Regions from separate parts of the Mus musculus genome. Here regions 2 and 3 are each linked to region 1. Evidence: chromatin contacts called from public HiCAR-type and promoter capture Hi-C data. All regions are on one chromosome and are shown on one strand. The core of a region is the stretch at or near the end of the contact, and the rest is flanking DNA. Distances in the headings are between cores, read along the strand shown. Region 1 holds the start of Rab1a (RAB1A, member RAS oncogene family). Region 2 holds the start of Commd1 (COMM domain containing 1). Region 3 holds the start of Pno1 (partner of NOB1 homolog).

Region 1 (4,873 bases), core at 639-3,138:
CACATGCATGGCACACCACACACACACATACACACACAGGCAAGAGACACTCATACATAAAATTAAATGACAGATTTGGGGTGGGTGTTGGGACAGAGGTTCACTATGTAGCTCTGTTCTGGAACTTGCTATGTAGACCAGGCTGGTTTCAAACTCACAGAGAAGCACCCATCTCTGCCTCCTGAGGGCTGGGGTCAAAGGCATGCTATGTCTGGCTTACATGATAAATCCTAAGACAAAACAAAACAACAATAACAACAAAATTTTTGCTTGAAAAATTGAGTTTAGGACACTTCAGAGTTTTTATTCTGTGAAATGATAAGAGGAAGTATGGTGGGCTTTAGGGTCCAGGGCTGTAAACCTCCATCTAGGGTCATTTCAGAAGTTAGTATGGAAAAGAACCCAGGAGGCAGAGGCCAGGGAAACACTGAGTTCGAGGCCAGCCTGGTCTACAGAGGGAGTTCCAGGACAGCTAGGGCTACACAGAGAAACTCTGCCTCAGAAAACCAAAAACCAAAACCCAGACAATAACAAGAAAACTCCCAAAACTATGTATGTGTGGTCTGATGAGGCTGTCAGGACACACGGAGGAACGCCAGAGGGATGTGTAAATATGTTCTGAGTATATGGTTAGTCATGAGAACAGCCTCTTTTGCATATTTTGATGTCACAGAAATTCAGAAATTAAAAGTAAATCTACAGTTGGCCCCAGGAGATAATATTCTTGCTTAGAACAAGTTGGAAGATAAACTTTGGTCAGTGTATTATACTATGCCCTTTGTAATAAATAACGCAAGATAATGCGTTAAAGTTTAGCGGAGATTTAAATTCCTGAGCTGATTAAAGTTGACACCATTAGGTCTAAAAAAATGTATTAATATTAGTTCTGGAGTCCGTACTGAAGAGTTTCATGGCTTAAAAAAAAATACTTATTACTGCCCAGTTGTGCAGACGGACACAGAATTAGTACTAATAAAAAACAAAGAGCAGCAAAAGCAACTGCAACCCCCCCCCCTCAAAAAAAACAAAAACAAAACTTAACAACCCAACCCAACCCAACCCTATCCCGGAAAACAATTCAACTTTTAAGTCTAGGCCTCAAGTAGGAGGAGAAGACTGGTTAAGGCTGACTTTAGCCTGTGTCTCAACAGCACAATGTTAAAGGTTGGAGGTCGAGATGGAGGAGCAGTTTCAGACAGGGAAATCTGGCTGTGTGAGCAGAAGAGAGACTAGAACAGGGTCCATTTGCAGCTATTGCAACATCAAGTTGCTAGAGTAAAACGGTAAAAAAAAAAAAAAAAAAATTAGAGAAGGAGTCGGGTGAGTGAGAAAGCGCAAGGTCTACAGAGGCCGCTTGAGTTTCCTGCTGTCCTTAGAGCAGCCTCAGACCCTGATGGTGATGGCCCCTGTGGTCTTGCCTGAGCAGAGCTCGTCAAGCTGTCTCCACCCCTCCTCACTGTCCCAGGCTTCCTGGGAGCCCCCTCCCCCTCTGCTGCGGCACCGCCCTCCGCCGAGTTCCTTCCTCCTCCCCTCCCGATGGGGCACCGACTCGCCCTGCTGCCACGTCTCACTGATGACATCAACACAGCCCGGTCGGCCTTAGCCAATCCGCTAGGGGGAGTCCGAGCGAAGTCCTAGCCAGCAGGCCAGCGGGGAGGGGAGCAGGAAGGGCGGGGTGTGGGGGTGAGGGAATCGGGACGGGGCGGGCTACAAGCTCGAAAGTGCGCATGCGTTCAGGGCGCGGGGCCTAGTGGGAAGCTGAGTGCAGACAGCCCTCGGCCCGGTCGGGCTGCCCAGCGCGCGGTGTGCTCATGACTCTCTTTCCCAGCGTGCCCCGCGACGCTGCCGCCCTCTGGGCCGCGCCAGGCCCCTTGGCCTAGGCTTCCCCAGTTCCTGGTTCGCCGGCGGCCATTTTGGGTGGAAGCGATCACTGAGTGGCGGCGGCTGCTGATTGTGTTCTAAGGGTCGGAGTGGGGTCGACGTTTGCTCTACCGGAACAGCTTAGCTCATTCCTCCCTTTCCATTACCTGTGGCGCGGAGAGTTGGGGCGGCGGCTGCGTCAGCAAGGGCGGTGGTGGCGGCGGCGGCGGCGGCAGCTGCAGTGACATGTCCAGCATGAATCCCGAATAGTGAGTGCAGGAGAGCCGGGGCGGGCCGGGGTGAGAGCGGCCGGCCGGGGGTGAGGGCCGCCGGGAGGTTCGCTGCGCAGCGCCGGGAAGGTCGGCCGGGCGAAGGAGACGGAGCAGCCTGAGGGCCCCATTGTCTGAAGGCCGAGGGCCGCAGCGCAGCGGGGAGGGGTCGGGCCTGCGGGCCGGGTCCCGACCGCAGCCGGCGGGGAGCTAGGTGCCGCGGCTGGGCGTTGGGGAGAGGGCCTCGGACAGTAGCCAGGAGGGGCGCGTCTCTGGAGGCAGTGACGGCTGGAGGAGGACTTGGTTTTAAGGGGAGGTAGGTGGGAGAGCTCTGCTAGAGGGCACTGTCAGACCCTGCGCCGGCTCTGCGGAGCTGTCAGCGTCGGCTTTACTTGTAAATCCCGAGCTTGTTAGAGCTCTCTCCCTGTTGGGTTTTAGGTAATATGGATGCTTCTTGGGACTGCGTGGGCTTGAGGGGGATGAGGAGATGGTGAGGAGCTATTTATAATGTTTAGTTTTCTTTTGGGCTTGTCTCCTGGGAGAGTTCTGTGAGACTTGTGAGACGTGACCCTTACAAAATCCTGGACATTTGTGAAATTTTTGGTTTAGGGGAGACATGAGTCTCCCAGTCACCTTTTGTCTCCAGTAGGTTAAGAAGAAGAAAAAGAAGAACAAAACTGAACTAAAAATAAACTAGAAATGTCTTCCTGGTACCACCAAGTTAAAGTACAAGTTTGCAGACAGTTTTGAAAAGAAACTAATGGGGCCTTTGATGATAGAGTTGTATGTAGGTTTTAGATTACCTGCTTGAATGCCTGTAGATAGGAAATGAGGTTCCATGACGTGTCATGAAAAGTTAATGCATTCCTTTTTCTTGCTTACTCAAGAAGTCACTGTAGCAGATGTGACACACCTGGCACCTTTCATGGGAACTGCGCTTCTCCTTTCTTGGATAGACATTGTTAGGCTCTCTCTTTGAACCCAAAATTCTCCTATGGTTTCCATATATGAAAATAACTTTAAGAGATGCCATTTTTATTATACTTTAGTGTCAGAAATCTTTAAGGGAGAGGGATTTTTGTTGGTTTTTAATAAGAGAAATCACTATTGCCGTAAAAGCTGGGCTTTATTTGTTGCTTTGGTCAGTTACCGCTAAGTGTGCCCCCATGAAAGGTCCAACCATCAGCTCGGCTGACTTGTCATGTGCGTGTCACATGACTCTTGCAAAAGACATTCTAAGTTCAGGTTTTCTAAGACTGGTTTAATACTGAAATGGTTTTTCCGTTTGTGTTAAGCAGAGGTCTTAGTATCTTGGTAGAATTTTACATACTTTTTTTTATTGTGTGTGTGATGCCTGTGATTGCAGGTGCACAGGTGTCACCTTGCTTGCTTCAGAGGTCAGGGGACAACTTTTGGGAGCTTATTCTTCCTTTGTGGCTTCAGGGATTGAACTCAGATAGGCACTGTATCCACAGAGCTATGTGCTTGGCCAGGCTTCTGTACTTGAAAAAGTTGGGAACAGTTCACATGGAGACACAGGTGCTGTGTTTGCAGCCCCTCTCCCAGGGCAAAATTAGTTTAGTTAAGCAAAGTTGAATTGGGGGTCCTAATTAGATTTTTGTGGAAACCAAAAAGAAGATGAATTTGTTATATTAGGAAGGTTTCTAATTTCTATTTGAAATTCCTGTTCTATTTGAGGAGATTCCTATATTTGTTAGGTGTGTATTTAAGTATTTTTATTATGCTTCTCAAATTTCCTAATGCTACGACCTTTCAATGCAATTCTTCATGTTGTGGCGACCCCTATCCATAACATTTTCATTGCTACTTCATAACTGTAATTTCGATACTGTATGAATTGTAATGTAAACAGCTGATATAGGATATCTGGTATGTGACCCCTGTGAAAGGGTCCTTTGACACCCAAAGGGGTTGCCACTTACAGATTGAGGACTGCTGAGGTTAGAGACACCTCCTGGAGCTGGAGTTAAGAGTACTTGTGACCAGCTGATGTGGATGCTAGGAATGGAACTAGAGTTTTCTGCAAGAACAATACATATTCTTAACTACTACTTGATCTCTCCAGCCCATGTTATGTGTTTATTTTTTAATACTGTAAGAGATTTAACTAAGCAACAAAAATTTGATGTTACTCAGACGTTGTTTCTCTTTTTATAAAGTAGTATAAAAAGTCATTTTTTACTGCCTACTAAAGTAGTAAGTAGTGTGGTTCATGAGTACATAAAAGATGTTTTGGACAGCTCTCCATCCAGATCATGCTGTAAGTAGAGTAAATCATTTTAATGTAAGCTTGGACTTCGGAGTGTGAGCCTTAGCCTCAAGGGGCCTGTGATGTAACATACAGACTAGATTCTATCCATGTCAAATATTAGGAGATACTGCATGCAGATGTGCAACATGGATCAGATCAGTGTGGTTTTAGGGGAGTCACTTGTTCTGGTTGGCTGTTGGGTTTTGGAAGATTGTTATAGAAGAGACAAGTAAGAAACTTACCCCAGGGTACCAGTAAGGTAGTTCAGCAGACGAAGGCATCTGCCACCTTTATGAGTTCCATCTTTGGAAGGAGAGAACTGGTTCCTGCAGGTTGTTCTCTGGTCTCTCCACATATATCCCTCCCCCAATAATCTAAACAAGCAGGGTGAAAAAGAGAATTATTAGCATAGAAGTGAAGCACGGAAGGCTTTTCAGGAGGGAAAAGGAAGAGGAATGGCTAATAAATAGCA
Region 2 (4,489 bases), core at 17-2,516, 2.8 Mb after region 1:
CAAATACAAGCAGATCTCTTGAGTTCTTGGCTGCTCTAGCCAGTCAGTGAGACTGGATTCCAGGTACAGTGAGAGAGAGACTCTGTCTGGAAAGATAGGTAGAGAGTGATAGTGCAAGGTATCCCCCCACACGCCACCCCCCACACAGAGTGAGATAGTGCAAGGTACCCCACCCCATGCCACCCACACACACAGAGGTCACAGCAGGAGATGGTGGTAGCTGCTTGAAATTCTAACACTTGGGAAGTGGAAGGTGGATCAACTACACGTGAGTTCAAGGCTAGTCTGGGCTACAAGAGATCCTATCTCAAACCCCAGGTGGAATGGGGGACTGGAGAGACTGCTTAGAAGAGCCCTAATAATGCTCTTGAGGAAGACCCGGGTTTCCAGCACCCATGTGGTGGCCTATAACCGTTCCAACCACCAGTGCACATGCAGGCACCGCACCCATACACATAAAATAAAAATAAATCTTTTTAGTTAATTTCACCTGTTATGTTGCCCTCTAATAGTTTTCATGAGACAGTCTGATGTATACTTCGTTCCATTTGGAAATCATAGAGTCGACTGCTTTAATGGTGTTTACTCCAGTTAATCAATCCTTTATCTCACCAACCACCTCATGCTAACGCTCCCCAACTTCCACAACCCAGGAAAGCTGGCAAGCACGCTCTCGCTCTCTTTAAACAAGGGTCTCACCACATTGCCCTGACTGCCCTGGAACTCTGTGCAACAGGCTGGCCTCGAACTCACACAACTCTCTGCCAGCCTCTGCCTCTCCAAGTGCACAGATTAAAGGAGTGCACTACAACGCCCGGTGCAACATCAAAGTCCGAGGCGAAAAAAACTCGAAACTTATCTATACTACAGACACAGAAAGTCTTGAGGGAGAGAAAAAAAAATCAATGTTTTCACCGTTATGTGTCCCTAAAACAAGGGCGCAACAGAGCGACCTCCACGGCTCAGGAGGGTCGCTGAGCGCCCAAAGACAGCAGCACCCGAGGCTGGGGGCGGGCCTGAGGCTGCGAGGAGGGCAGGGCTGCTCGGCGGAACCACCGTACCTTGAGAAGTCCTCTCATCTTCGCCAGGAAGGGGCGGAACTCCTCCGGTGGCACTTCCGGATAGAGTTGGCTGTGCAGCAGCTCCTCCGTGACACCCGAGTGTCCGTGAAAGGCGTTCTGCGCTAGGCCGCTCAGCAGCCCGCTCAGGGACTTGCCACCCTCCAGATCGCCCGCCATGGCTAAGGAGGGCCTGCCGCCCAGCGGCTGAGCTCCGGTCCGCTACGGGGGCCGAGAAGGGCCATAAAAGCTGGCAAAGGCAGCCACGGAACGCGATGCCGGGTTCCTCCACTAGTCGATATAAACAGTTCTCTCGTTTGCTCTGCCACACACATCCACTACTTCCACCACAGCCAAATCCACTCAGTTTCCTTTAGAGTCACTGTGTTTTTGTTGTTTCCTTCTTCACTCCGATGTGCAAATGCGCACTCAAAGGAACGATCGCTGGCTGGAGATACCTAACTGTAACTCCGTAAGAATGCCACCTTAATTCTTCGATGGCTGTATCTCATTCTACAGCTTGCAATTAAATGAGCAGTGCCTACTACTCAGTTCTAAGCTCTATAATCTTTTCCCCACGCCCCCCAAATGTAGCTACTTCATGAGGACATGATCTCTTTGCTTGCATTAATTCCTTTGTGTATACCCGTACGTTGTCTTTCTAGCCATTATCAGTAGTCTGGTCTCCATTTCTATAACCACTATTTTTCAAAGCCTTATTTTCATTCTTAAAGTGGAATCGCATTAGTAAATACTTATCTACATAATTACCCAAAAAAAAACCCTTACTTATATTCAGCTATAATAAGCGTGTAGCATGATACTATAATATAGGTGAACCTTTAAAATGTGCTAAATGAGGGCTGGACAGATTCAATGGTTAAGAATGTATACTATTCCTGTAGCGGACCAAAGTTCAGTTTCCAGCACTCGCTTTAGGCGACTTACAACCTCCTGTAACTCCAACCTCAGAAATTGAAAGCTTCCACCAGCAATGTACTCATGTGCACAGACAGGCCTACATAATTAAAAAGAAAAAAAGAAAAAAAATGCGTGAAACGAATGAAGCCAGACATGAAAGACAACTGGACAATCTTATTTACTGCTAAATTAAGCAAATCCATACAAAAATCCAGTTGTCAAGGACTGAAGGAGGGAAGAATAGGAAATGACATAATGGGTACAAAGTCTGTTTTCAGATGATGAAAATGCCTATGAGCAGCCACTGGTGATAACTACACGGCTTTGTCCTTTACCAAAGCACAGTGAATTGTATACACTAAAAGACAGTTTTGCAATATGTAAATTAGCTCCCAATTGGAAAAATTAGTATAAGCTAATTGTAATTTAAAATAAAAACCCGGGCATAGTGGCACACACCTTTAATCCCTGCACTCAGGAGGCAGAGGCAGGCAGTTTTCTGAGTTCGAGGCCAGCCTGGTCTACAAGGTGAGTTCCAGGACAGCCAGGGCTATACAGAGAAACCCTGTCTCAAAAAGACCAAAATAAATAAATAAAAATAGCATACTGGGTTTTAATCCCTGAACTTGGGAGGCAGAGGCATTCTCTGAGTGTGAGGCCAGCCTGGATTACACAGAGAAACCTTGTCTTGAAAAACCAAAAAAAAAAAAAAAAAAAATTAAAATAAAGGAAAATGGTATAATAGACTATGAACTGCAGTGTGTTTAAGCACAGCTATGTCACTGGTGAGGAGGCATGCAAGGCAGCCAAATGCCTCCATCTTTTTTTAAGGAGATGTGTTTGGAACTGTGGCTCCATAAAAGATGTGGATTTGAGGTTTGGGGAGAGGTTGTTCTGTATAGCTAGCTGCATCAGCAAGTCAGGCTCTGTCTCTGGAGTCCTGTTTATGCCCTCCAAACATCACGTGTCCTCCATGTGTCTCACCTAGAGCACAGCTCTTGCCTCAGCACACACACCCAATCAGCTCACAAACTATAGTACACCACTAAAAGTTTTTTGGTACCTTTCTCTCTATGGCATTCCGACAAATGTAGCTCAACTATATAATATAAGGCAGACCAATGTATGTGTATTGTTAGTAAATAATCTTTTATCGTGTGTCTTTTCATGTGTTTGTTTATGTAAAACATCCCCTCTCCTGTGTCTGCTTCAGCTAAACATTCCTTCACATGTTTGTTCCAGCAAAGCACCACCCAGCTGACTTTCCAAAGAACCCTTAAGTTTTTACTTTAGTTGTGTTTTGAGAGGATTAGACACAAGGCTATGTGTGTTCTAGGCAGGTGTTCTACCACTAAGCAACATCTCCAGCTCCAGTGAATTTGCTTTAATTTTTAAATATCCATATGAAAGACCAGAGATTCATTTCATATATAACTCATACTGTGTTGAGGACTTGAGTACACAAACAGTGGCTATTTTTAAAAATTGTTTTAATTAGGTCTAAAATGTCGATATAAACCTTATTGATCGGGGCTAACAAGATGGCTCAGCAGGTAAGAGCACTGACTGCCCTTCCAAAGGTCCTGAGTTCAAATCCCAGCAACCACATGGTGGCTCACAACCACCGGTAATGAGATCTGACGCCCTCTTCTGGTGCGTCTGAAGTCAGCTACAGTGTACTTATGTATAATAATAAATAAATCTTGAAAAAAACCTTATTAATCCAGGTATGGTGGCACATGTCTTTATCCCATCCTTCAGGAGGTAGAAATAGGCAGTTGTAAATTTGAAGACAGGCTGGGCTACATAGGGAGCTCCAGGCCAGGCAGAGGTTTATTATATACTGGCCTCTTTGCACTCCTAGGCACATGAGATTCTGTCTCAAAAAACAAAACAAGCAAGCAAACGAACAAAAAAACCTAAAAATCTACGTATGTGTATGTGGAGGGGGAGTGGGTGTCTCTAAAAACACCTTAGCCAGCAAAGCATCAATCGCTTGAGGCAAGAAGGAAACCCCACTGACTACACCTCGGGAACTGGTGTTGGTTTAAACTTCAGGAGTCTGACACAGGGCAGTTTACTTCAGACATATTTAACCAGAGCACAATTTTGGAAAAGAGTTTTCTGATAATAATTAAGTCACTCCTCTGTGTACAGTGAAACTTAAGATATGCTTACATTGAAAGTCTTTTCAAAGTACATGTGACCTCTTCCATAAAGATAGGTTCTGCTGACAGAGAAACAGCACTCATGAAAAGGGTCTAGGGAGAATGACTAAGATAAACATAAAAGTCTGGGCGAGCCAGATGTGCCCTGGCCATACAGACAGCGCAGAGGTCACCAAGGCTACTAGCCACCCCAGCCTTCTGAACAGAAAACATGGTATATCTCTTTCTTTGAAGAAACAAACCTTTGTGTTTAACACTCCTGGTTTCCCTGGTGCTTATCTGTGAGCACAAGAACCTCTTTGCCCCCAACACAATTGATTGGGAGGTAGAGTTTTATACCCC
Region 3 (4,735 bases), core at 1,609-4,108, 3.0 Mb before region 1:
TCTGAAACTAATAAGATCAAATATAAATTATGTCATTTCCCTAAGAACAGATACTTACACATCTGCCAGGACAATCCGTGTCCGTGTTACGTTCTCTATGGTAAATTTGGTTTTTCCTCCTTTGCCAGCAATTCTTCCTATTGCCCTTGACAGGTGGTCTCCTTTTAGGGGCTTAACTAAAGAAGAAAGACACGCCATCAGGTGGCTACTAACTTTTCCTACTAAGCCACACTAAATATACATTTTCTGAAGTATTAGTAATACAGCTCAATTGAAGCTGTCAGACAACAATCACAACACAATGCAATGAGAAACACAAAGGCTGACTGTTCACACATGTTCTCACCATCAGTTATTTCAAAAGACTCTAGGAAGAGGTCATCTAGTCGGATAAGGGCAAGTGCATCCTACAAGACAAAAGGAATGAAGGCCTTTTCAGGTCCACACCCGGCAGAAACAAGGATAGCATTTCAAAACTGAACTTCTCAGATGCTACAAAGAAAAGACGAAAAGTCTGGAAAATGACCCAACCATTGAAATGTCCACACTGAGTATCTGGAAGTCTCATGAGATCACTCACCTCCACCTGAAAGCCAAGAACAAAGGCTTTCACAAAGTCGGCCGCTTTTGTCAGGGCACTGACATCCTTGGTGTCTTTACAAGTCTGGAAAAAGTGGAGATATGGAGGTGATGAAAAGGAGAGCATTCTAACAAATACTAGAAATATTATTTCTATTATAATTTCCTTTACCATCAACCAACCTCACCCAGTATTGTAAGACCCCGTTTATATGGGATAAAGCACTCTCTTTAATTTGTACCAGAGACTACTCCCACTCCAAAGCTGGGCAGTTCTATGCACACTCTCAAGGCAGCCTCTCCTCAACAGGCCGGACATGTTGTGCCATAAAGGATCATTTCGATGCTGTTGTTTCCCAAATCAACAAGTCTAGTTCGGAATACTTACATGCCTGGTACTGAGGAAATCAGAATAGTTTAAGTAGGAATCTTATCTACAAGTAATCACTTGAACTGCAGAAACTACTGTTATTCATAGAATGCCCATCACCGTAATAATAATATGCTGTACACATCTAGCTCTAAGCTTCACTCTGACAACTTGAGTATTATATAGTGTAAACAAATGAGGAAATTAAGGCACTAAAAAAAATCAAACACAAATCTAATTTCTAAAATATCCCTTTGGGTCTCCCACACAGTCCATTTGAAGAGATTACACATTTGACAAATTTAGAAGCATACAGAAGTGTGTTCAGATTTTCACACCCAAAACCAGACCCCAGCAGGGCATGGCAGCACATGCCTTTAGGTCCCATACCCTTCAGATCTCTCCAAGTTCCAGGCTAGCTAGAGCTACAGAGTGAAGCCTAGTCTCAAAGAAAAAAAAAAGAAAGGAAGAAAGAAAGAAAAAAGAAAGAAAGAAAGAAAGAAAGAAAAAGAAAGAAAGAAAACAAAAATAAAACAAGAACAAAGCCACAAAGCCCCAGACTCTGGCTCTCACCCTATGTATGACTCTCGGCAAGTCCCATGAACATCTAGGATTTAAGTTTTCTCACCCCTGCCTAATCCTCCAGCACTCTCATGTCTATGGGTGTATATCATCTATGTCATACCTTAAGGAACAAATGATGTGGTATACGTTAAGCTATCACTGTGCATCTGATATATGGTATCAGCAAATACTAAGAACACAAACCAATGACCCTGCAGTAAACAAGGCAGCTAAAGTAGAACAGAAATGTATAAACTTCTGAAGAGAGCTTGAGTTCTCTTGAAAGCTGACTGGAACTGAAGTAAGAAGACAGCAGAGAAAGTGGCCTTCTCCAGAGACCAGAGCCACCAAAGATACTGGCAGGGGAAAAAAAAACCAAAAACAAAAAAAAACAAAAAAAAGGGAAACAAACACAACTGGGTCTCCTACTTGAAAGGCAGGCTTAGTCAAGTGTCTGGCCTTTATCCCTTAGGAATGCCGAGGAGGCTAGAATACCATAATAAAAGCATTGTGATATGGGAAAATTAATTTGGCACTGACACCGAAGATCTACTGAAAAAAAAATAAAGGAATTAATTTACATTTTTTTCTAAGTGGCACACGTTTCCTCCAAAAAGAGCACTTACACTGAAGAAAGTACCTACAATTACCACTTGTTTAGGCACTACCGTGTATCATTGTCTACTTTTATTAAGGCTGAAACTACGAAATGGTAGGCTACGAAATGGCTACCCTCTTCCTTACCCTGATTTCTACATTCCTTGATTTCAGGTTAAAGCGTATCTGAAGTCCCAAATGTTCTACAATCGGAGTAAATATCTTCATCCAGTTTTCTTTCAACGGTGTGTATCTGTTACCTGGGACGGGAATTTTCCTCGTTTCTTCTTTCCCAGTCTGCAATAAAAACATACACACTCAGGAGGCGACTGAGAGATGCGGGCCTAGGCGAAAAAACAAACAAACAAACAAACCCCCCAAAACAACAAAACAAAACAAAACCGAGAACCGACCCTTTCACCTGGACGCCCGGGCCCCGCCCCGCCCCGTCCCGTCCCGTCCTGATCCCCACCAGGAGCTGATCCCCGGAGAGCGGCGGGAAGACCGGCCTCTTCGCCGGCCGCGCCTCCTCCGTGTCCATGCGTCCGGCTTCTCCATCCTGTCCCGCCGCTGACGACTGCTCAGCCTGTCGTTTCTTCGCCCGGCGGCCCCCTCTGTGCGTGACGGGAGTAAAGCCGTCCTCCGTTCCGGTGCTTTGCGTCTCCATCTCGGCCAAGATCAATCCCGGCAAGTACGACTAGAGGAACACGTGCGTGGTTGTACAGCGCATGCGCCAGCCTCCACCAATCGATTTGAAGACACCACCCCTTTTCCTAGGCGGGGTCCATGCCAGGGGCCTAAGGCTGGATTGGTCCGCGTTTCGGAATTGCTGTCCTGGGATATGCCTGTTTGCTAATGTCTCCGTGCCCTCATACGCTCGCAGCCGAAGCATTCACAGTCTTTACTGTGTCTATGTAAAGTCGTTGTGGTAACGGCAGTAAATTAGCTTGTGCCATGTGTGGAGAAGCATCTGTTGCGGTCTCAGTAGCTCACACGGCATTTTCGGAGGCATCCAAGCCCAACTTGCTAAGGCTTCCGGGTAGAATGCGGCTAGGGAGGGACAAACTGCCCCTGATCTGTTTGCAGTCTGGTTACCAAGTTAGCGTTTGGTTGCATCTACACCATGTCCACCTTCGAGAAGCCTCAGATCATTGTCCACATTCAAAAGGGCCTCAACTACACAGTGTTCGACAGCAAATGGGTGCCCTGCAGTGCCAAATTCGTGACGATGGGCAACTTTGCCCGGGGCACCGGCGTTATCCAGGTGTACGAGATCCAGCGCGGGGACCTCAAGCTGCTGCGGGAGGTGGGTGCAGGCTTGGACCGTTTGGGTTTGCGTGATCTAGGGTCTGATTCCTCAATGCTCCAGCAGAAACAGAAAGGAGGTGACAGATTGAGAAATACTTCAAACTAGGCTCTCACTGCAGCCTCTTCCTCCCACCATCCTCCGTGCAGTCCGTTGCAAGGTTTCTGGGAAGTGAAGTTAACATTTCGTGGCAACGTTCTTGGACCTTATAGGCTGTTAGCAGTTGTCGTAGTCTACTAGTAGATATATGCAATAAACCCACATTTCATACAAGCAAAACCAAAGGAGGCACCGGGATACCTACAACAAAGTTGATGACGAACTAGTAAATACCACATCCTTTCAAGAAGTGTCAGTTCAATGCCTGATAGTCCCAGGCATGGGAATTGCAATGCCAGCTATATCATGGAGTTTATTTTCTGTTGGGGGAGACAGTCCAACAGCCAGACCAAGAATGCATACATACATGTAAACTCATCAAGATGAGTTTTCTAATGTGCAGGTCTATAAAAGTAAAAACAGATGCAGGACGAGTAGAAACTAACTAAAGCAAATTTAGAGTAGAGTATGAAGTTTCTTACAAAAAACAGCATGTGAGAAAGCTCAGTGATAATGGTGGAAGGTAGTTTATTATCTTTTTAAAAAAGAAAAACACGAGCTAGAAGTGGTGTTGCACACCTTTACTCACGGCAATCAAGAGAAAACAGCAGGAGAATTTCAGTTTGAAACCCTATCTGCAACAACCACAACCCCCGTAAAATAAAATAAAATACACATTCATAAGGGATAAGTAATGACCATTGCAAGATATGTAAGACATTCCACAGATTTGTCCTTCATTTTGCTTTAAGGAAAACAGGACACCACTGAAGGACTTTTAGGCGGATAATGCAAGACTAGATTACAGGTTTCGTATCCAGCTGCCAGTGAGCCAATTACAGAATGGGGACAATAATTGACATTTTCTTTATCCCTCCTTCCCTCCCTTCCTTTCTTCCTTTTGTGTGTGTGTGTGTGTGTGTTTTCTATGTTACTCAGCTGGCCTCAAACTGATAATCCTCAAACAAGGCTCTCAATGGGCTGGGGTTCAGGTCTCCTGCCACAGTGCTGAGTTGTGGCAAAGTAACAGTTTTATAGTTCGTTACAGTATTTAAAATGTTTCTATTTGAGTTGAATGGAACAAATTGCAGCCACACGGAGGTGTTGAGAGCTGATAAGAGGTTAGGGAAGGTAGAGGATAGATAAGCTTGCAGGGCAAGGTATGTGGAGCACAGTCCTTCCCTGAACTTTGCTGAGAGCCTGTTTTCCGGTTTAGTTCC

What was found. Promoter capture Hi-C pulls out the DNA fragments that hold promoters and counts their contacts. HiCAR-type assays count read pairs that join an accessible place to other places.
Region 2: a contact with region 1 is called in a promoter capture Hi-C map of pre-B cells, with 4 times the contacts expected there. The contact joins the promoter of Commd1 here to the promoter of Rab1a in region 1. A contact is called at or near these places in 3 of 39 promoter capture datasets (hippocampal neurons, liver and pre-B cells), 1 of 115 datasets of contacts at active chromatin or transcription factors (astrocytes) and 1 of 9 other capture datasets (adipose tissue).
Region 3: a HiCAR-type map of astrocytes shows a contact between it and region 1, with 9 times the contacts expected there. The contact joins the promoter of Pno1 here to the promoter of Rab1a in region 1. A contact is called at or near these places in 7 of 39 promoter capture datasets (the 3T3-L1 cell line, the C10 cell line, cranial neural crest and 4 more), 1 of 484 Hi-C or Micro-C datasets (uterus), 2 of 115 datasets of contacts at active chromatin or transcription factors (astrocytes and large pre-B cells) and 1 of 9 other capture datasets (adipose tissue).

What each region holds. Positions count from the first base shown.
Region 1 is chr11:20,199,524-20,204,396 of GRCm38.p6, forward strand. Rab1a (RAB1A, member RAS oncogene family) reads left to right here and starts at 1,889. Exons shown (of 6, transcript NM_008996.4): 1 at 1,889-2,129. The coding sequence starts at 2,107.
Region 2 is chr11:22,981,018-22,985,506 of GRCm38.p6, forward strand. Commd1 (COMM domain containing 1) reads right to left here and starts at 1,267. Exons shown (of 3, transcript NM_144514.2): 1 at 1,062-1,267. The coding sequence starts at 1,238.
Region 3 is chr11:17,208,731-17,213,465 of GRCm38.p6, forward strand. It overlaps Pno1 (partner of NOB1 homolog), which reads right to left and starts at 2,859. Exons shown (of 7, transcript NM_025443.2): 1 at 2,583-2,859; 2 at 2,258-2,407; 3 at 581-664; 4 at 347-407; 5 at 59-176. The coding sequence starts at 2,777. It overlaps Wdr92 (WD repeat domain 92), which reads left to right and starts at 3,163. Exons shown (of 8, transcript NM_178909.4): 1 at 3,163-3,416. The coding sequence starts at 3,234.